Regions from separate parts of the Zea mays genome. Here region 1 is linked to region 2. A link is a contact called in public Hi-C data. All regions are on one chromosome and are shown on one strand. Each heading gives the region's core, a stretch centred on a gene start, on an enhancer-like site or on the middle of the called end of the contact. The rest is flanking DNA. Distances are from core to core; before and after follow the strand shown.

Region 1 (3,013 bases), core at 278-2,777, 190 kb before region 2:
TTGAACTAAAACTAGAAGAGAATGAATGACATAGGCATACCTCTTGTTCTGTAAGAATTCATGCAGTTCTTTTCCAAATTGTTCTAGATCCCATCTGGTCATGTCAACTTGCTTATACTTGGCATCAAGTTCCACTAGAATCTTCTCGAATGTTCTATTCAGATTAGGAGTTCTACCAACAGAAATAAAAGCAGAAGGGCTGAATTGCTTCTTAAGCATATCGTGCACTGTTTTGGCTAGAGTAGTCTTACCTAATCCTCCAACCCCGACTATAGAGACTATCTTTAGATCCTGATGAGACGCATGCGCATCATCATATTTGGTCCCTAAAGACAGCATCCTGATGACTTTGTCCCTTGACTCCTGGATGCCAACGAGATCCGACTCTTTCTTGTACAGATTGATGACACGGGGGTCAATGCCGATGCTCGCAGCAAGATCAGCACCTGCACCCCTTACTGTGTACTTGGCACGAAGCTCAGCCAACTCACTGGAGAGTTTCTTGATGTCTTTGACCTTGTCGGAGATCTGGCGTCGATCCTTGAGCTTCTTTATTGACATCACGTCCTTGACCTTCACAAGGATCTTCTTTAAGAGTTTGGAGTCGGTGGCTGAGTTGTCACCACCAGCCACACGCAGGATGAAATCGTCAATGGCGTCCTCCATGTCATACGACAGGTCCCGGACCTTGCGTGCCCAGAGCTTTTCCACCGCAGTGAGCTGGTCAGGTGGAATCCGGGACGCGTCAAGGAGGGCGGCGTTCATCATCACAAGCTCATCGGAGAGGGACTCGATGTCGGGCTTGAGGCCCTTGTGCACGACATACTCCTCCATGAGCAGGTCGCCCAGCTTGGGGGCCAAGCTGGCCATGGCCCCCAAGGCGAGCTCCATGCTCAGTGCTCACACCCACTCTTTCTTTCTCTCGTTTGCTTGGTGCTGGACGCTCGTTGGTTGCATGGCAACAAATGGCAAGCCTATTGTGGGGGGAGAGCGATTAGAGGCGCTTTGCCCATTTTTGCTTGGAAATCTACATTTTCGAGATCTGGTTCATGAATTCAAATGTCTTCAGGCACATGCCTACCTGCAAAGCACATCTCGATTTTCTAAAAAAAATAATGGAAATCTGTCCCCAACGAGAGCCGGTAGAAGACCCGCCGCTAGCGACGAAACACTCGCTAGATTTATCTGCGTGCCCCGAGAGTACCTTGGTCGGCCATGTGAGCGCGGCAGTGCGCTTCCCCGTCGCTTCTCTTCCCCGCCACTCTTCCGCGGAAGGCCTTCACTGATCTCCGTTCCCCGTGTCCGCGCCATGCTGCTACCGCAGGTCTCCGCTCTCCTCCGACCATGGGTCGGACCATGGTGACCGACATCGACCCAGAATCAGACCGGTCAGGTGAGGGAGTGGGAGGAAGAAAAGATGGCGCTGGCAAGCCGAGGCGAGCTGTACTTGGAAGTAGAACGGCGGCGCGGGCGCGTGCGAGCGAGCATGCGGCCGTGGCTAGAAGAGAGGATTGGGGGAGAGAGGGAGGAGAAAATTGTATTTTTGACGATCTAAACAAGTGACTTTGCATAATTGACACTCCAAATATTGACACAGTAAATTTAACCCCATAACATTGCCACATTGATTTACTTGACATTTTATTCTTTTAATAGTTTTATTTATCTTTTTTCCATTTCCTGGATTTTTAAGGACTAATTTACCCTTCTATCCACATTCTTAGGAACGTTTAGGAACGTATGGTACAATACAATACAATCGCACGTACATGCAGCCACACCCAATCTCGCTAAAAAAGGTCTCGTTGCCTTGCGCCGCCAAAGAACAATTGCGCACGAGGGAAGAGGGGCCTGGCTGGCGGCGCTCGTCAAAGCCCCGCGGTGACTAGTTTATCCTCGATTGTTGTTTCGTGTCATTGTTGCTGAGCTGGATCGACGACTATTCATACCCGTCATCGAATTGTCAGTTGCAGGAGATCTCTCCTTCGCTGTCCCAATTCCACTACACATACGTCATTCTTCGTGACCACCACGATCTAGGCTGATTTAATTGAGTCATCTAGACGGTATTAGTAATCATATTTTCAGTATTAGCCTTCAGCAGTATTATTTTACAGTGATGAATCGTGGTTAACCACCAACAAGATCATGTTTTCAATATTGACATGGACAACTTTGCTCATAAATTATGATTGGAGCATTTATGATTCAATCAATTATGTCTTCACGTTTTCCTAATTGTTGCAAGCAGGGTAGATTCGGAGGTTGCCATAGGGAGCGATAATGATGCTCCATTGTTGTTGTTTGATGCTTCTTCACCTATCCCACAAGTTATTTGGGATAACTTAAAAATAGTAGAGACTCGTGACGAGGAATGAAAAATTGAACCATTGAGTGAGGATCAGCTATATGTTATCTTGGGCTTGAGAGATGAGGATGAGAGAAGAAAGGTAGCTGAGGTCGTCAATGCGTGAGCAGGGAGATGAAAATACTGAAGATGTTGCCATTCCTATTAGTGATGCCATACCAAACGAGAATAAGAAATATTTAATTAACTGTGAAGCACGTATGTATGCAGTCGTCTTGCATTCTTGCTAAGTGATGGCAGCTCTTCACATGCTAGCACCACTACTCCACAAAAGATGCTTATTGCAGCTCCACCAAAAAAAGATGACTCCCAAGAGAAAACTATAGATTGGATGAAGTACTTTATCGTGATTTTTTGAGTTATTTTGAGAATTTATTGGAATAATTGTGTCTTTAATGGCACAAGTTTAATTGCCATGGTTGTTATGCATGAGGATAGCAGGACATGCATGTTATTGTTACCTTATGCAGTTCGAATGTAACCCATAGTTTATTTAACTATCTAGAACAAGAGAGTTATTTTAGTGCTATTAGTAACTCACCTCAGGTTGTTCATTTCTCCTTTTCTAAACCTTTAGTCCGATAGTACATAGTCTGAATCCCAATTATAGCTGCTACTACTACAATCACCAGAACAATCCATCTG
Region 2 (3,005 bases), core at 481-2,980:
CACAGCAGGCTCCTGATGATGGGTTTAGGGAAGCCAGGAAATGCCAATGTGGCAAAAGGAGATTAGAGATCCATCTAGGTAGATAGTTGTGCACCAGTTTGCAGACTTGAGCAAAGTTTCATCACCAGCATTGGCGACAGTACAGTGCACAGAACCAACTGATCTGTTTGGATATCACTACTGAAACAGTGTTTCGTGTCCACTCTTCAGATTCAGTTATGGGTTTGTTTGACACAAAGGTGCTTACAGAAAATAGATAGCAAGGCAAACCAGATTGTTGGAAATACTAAGAAGGTACAGCACTACAGCAAGAGGGCATCTTGCCAGCGACAACAGTTTTGTGCACGTATTTTATCTTAGGCATGGCATGTCAAGGCATGAAGAGAAGAAACAATTTTGGGTTGCGCACCTACTCCAAGAACAGAAAAGAACAGAAAACCGAGGGATGGGCATGCCAGCCAAGGCATGACGAGAGAAACGCATCTGGTTTGCCACCTCCGCCTGTTCCAGGAATAGCGACTTGAGAACGGAGACAAGAGGCGGTAGGTTGTTGAGCGTCGCCGTCACAGCACAGCACAGCACGCTCACACGCACGCAGCGGCGGACGACACGCGCCCGCACGCGAGCCGCATGAACGCACTAATAAAATCAGCAGAGGCGGCGAGTAGCTTGGTTTCTCGGGGTTCTCCCCCCGAACGCTGGCCGGCAAAAAAGAATTCAGCTTGACTACTGTCTCTCTCTCTCGGACACTTATATAAAACAGAAACGAAACGCTCCGGATGTCGCTTGCCGCGCGCGCGGCGCGCAGTTGCGGTCTCTGCCAGGAGTAGAGCGTGGGATGGGGATGCATAACGAGCAGTGCTGCAGCAGTCAGGGATTGTAAGTTGTAACCTTGAGCAGCTTGTGCTTCATGGCGCCCCCGTTCTCCAGATGCCGGCTGCCACGCGCCCCGAGGCCGGCGAGCTCCTGGTAAGCAAAGCAACACCCGAGAACAAGTACGACGTCTGGATTTCAGAAGCTGAGACTCTACTGATTTTCCGAGAGGAGGAGGAGGAGGAGGAGGTGTAATTTAATTTTAAACAAAAAAAATGTGCACGGGGAGAGTGGGGAAGCTTACGGTGCTGATGACCACCGCGGCGCGGTCGTCCGATCCATACCCTGCGGCAAGCAACAACACGGGGCACGCGTGCGGTTAGCGAGAGAGAATGAAGGGGGGAGAGACGACAGGCGACAGATCCGAGGCGCGGACGGGCGCACGCACCGGCGGGGCGGTGCAGGGCGAGGAGGTAGACGAGCGGGAGCAGCGTGGAGCAGACGACGAGCGCCGGCACGGCCGCCGCCAGCGCGCTACAGCGGCGCTTGCTGGGCGGCGGCATCGGCAGCAGCGGAGACGACGACTGCTGCTGGTGCTGGTGCCCCTTCATGCCGCACGTGGCCGTGCTAGTGCTGCCACCTGCTCTGCTCCAGAGCCGGAGGCCGGGAAGTCAGTGGTGGGTCTGGTGTGGTGAGGTTAGTAAAATGCAGTTGCTTGCTTCCCGCATTCAGCTGCAAGAAACAAGCTAACTTTCCTCGGGCCTCGCGCGGTTAAGCCAGCGTTGTCTAGAACAACTGGAACCAACCAGTCAGCCGCGCCGCGCCGCGCCTCTACGCTACGCTACACACCAGGCAGCGGTGGAGGGGAGAGTGGCGAGGGAGGAAGGAGGAGGCTGCAGGAAGGAGCCGTGGGGAGGAGCGGCATCAATGGATGGAGCCCGCGGGCCGACCGTCCCGGACCCGCCTCTGCTTTTGCAGTTTTGCTTTGGACGCGTCTTTATCCCCCAATCTCTGCCGTCCTTTTTTACTTCTTTGTTTTTTTTCGTACCGACGGAAAAAAAATTGTATACAGAGGCAGCTCGTCAAAGTTTAAACTTTCTTTTTGTTTATTATTACTATCTCGGTGTCTCATAGATTAGTTTATACATGTATATTTGTTTAGCTTTGACCAAATATATATACGATAAAATATTAATTTTTACTGTGTGTAATTCTGGAACCATTAGATTGCTAATGATCTTTGTGTATGTTTTTATACAGTAAACTTATTTAGAGATACAAATCATGTTAACATTTTATATAAATCTCTTCAAAACCTATGAAAGTTTGACGCATCAATCTCACAGAGATACTCATTTTTTTCAGAACATATAGTTATTTACAACTACATTTGTCCCAATTGATGTGCGTTATTGCTCGTGCTCATGCTCATTTGTTTCTAAAACAAATAAGATTCAAATAACTTTAAATAGAGCATCAACCGATACGCAACAATTCTTTTTCCAAAAAAAAACTTGTACTGGTTTCGTAATTTCCCATCTTAAAATAAGCTAATTATGATTATTTTTTTATAGATCAACCCAACAGAAAACCATATTTTTTATAAAACCACAGAAAAACCATATTGAACGACCAGCTAAAAGGGGTACTATAGTTGGAGGACGTCCGTTACTAATTTGTGCTGACGCGCAAGTTCGAGGTTAAAAAAACAGACTTTGCAGTTATTTTAAAGATGTTATCTCGAATACATAGCCATTGTACTTGGTAGGTGAGATATTATAAGATAGGTATGCTATGCGTGAATGGTGTGCTGTGCCCAGATGCAGTAGTGCAGTAGAGAAATCCAGTGGCAGAGCAGGGCATGTGCACGTGAAGAAGGAAGGACCAGCCAATGGCAGATCAGGTCAAGTAGATCCACAAATGCTGCCAAAAAACAATGGCAAATGGAGGCTAAACTTTTACTTGCCCAACCATACGTATCAACGGCTGCGCTGAAGAACTTCTTAAACACGGTGTTATGTTCAGGAAATTGCCTGTATGACACTATGAAACTCACCTATTCACCATTCTACAAACTTCAGGGTCGGTCCTGATGTACAGGAAACGTTCTTGACCTGCCATACCATACGTGCGTAGTAGGTGTCCAAAGATCGCACTAGCAACAGTGAACAGTGGAAAGCTGGGCCCTGGAT

The links. A called contact is a pair of places that touch in the nucleus more often than the background predicts.
Region 1: a contact with region 2 is called in a Hi-C map of ear, with 4 times the contacts expected there. The contact joins the promoter of LOC103640692 here to the promoter of LOC100381610 in region 2. A contact is called at or near these places in 3 of 25 Hi-C or Micro-C datasets (ear and leaf).

The regions. Positions count from the first base shown.
Region 1 is chr10:2,518,453-2,521,465 of Zm-B73-REFERENCE-NAM-5.0, reverse strand. It overlaps LOC103640692 (disease resistance protein RGA5), which reads right to left and starts at 1,527. Exons shown (of 7, transcript XR_004853092.1): 1 at 1,205-1,527; 2 at 41-1,081.
Region 2 is chr10:2,327,141-2,330,145 of Zm-B73-REFERENCE-NAM-5.0, reverse strand. LOC100381610 reads right to left here and starts at 1,730. Exons shown (of 9, transcript NM_001361451.1): 1 at 1,262-1,730; 2 at 1,118-1,158; 3 at 892-966. The coding sequence starts at 1,424.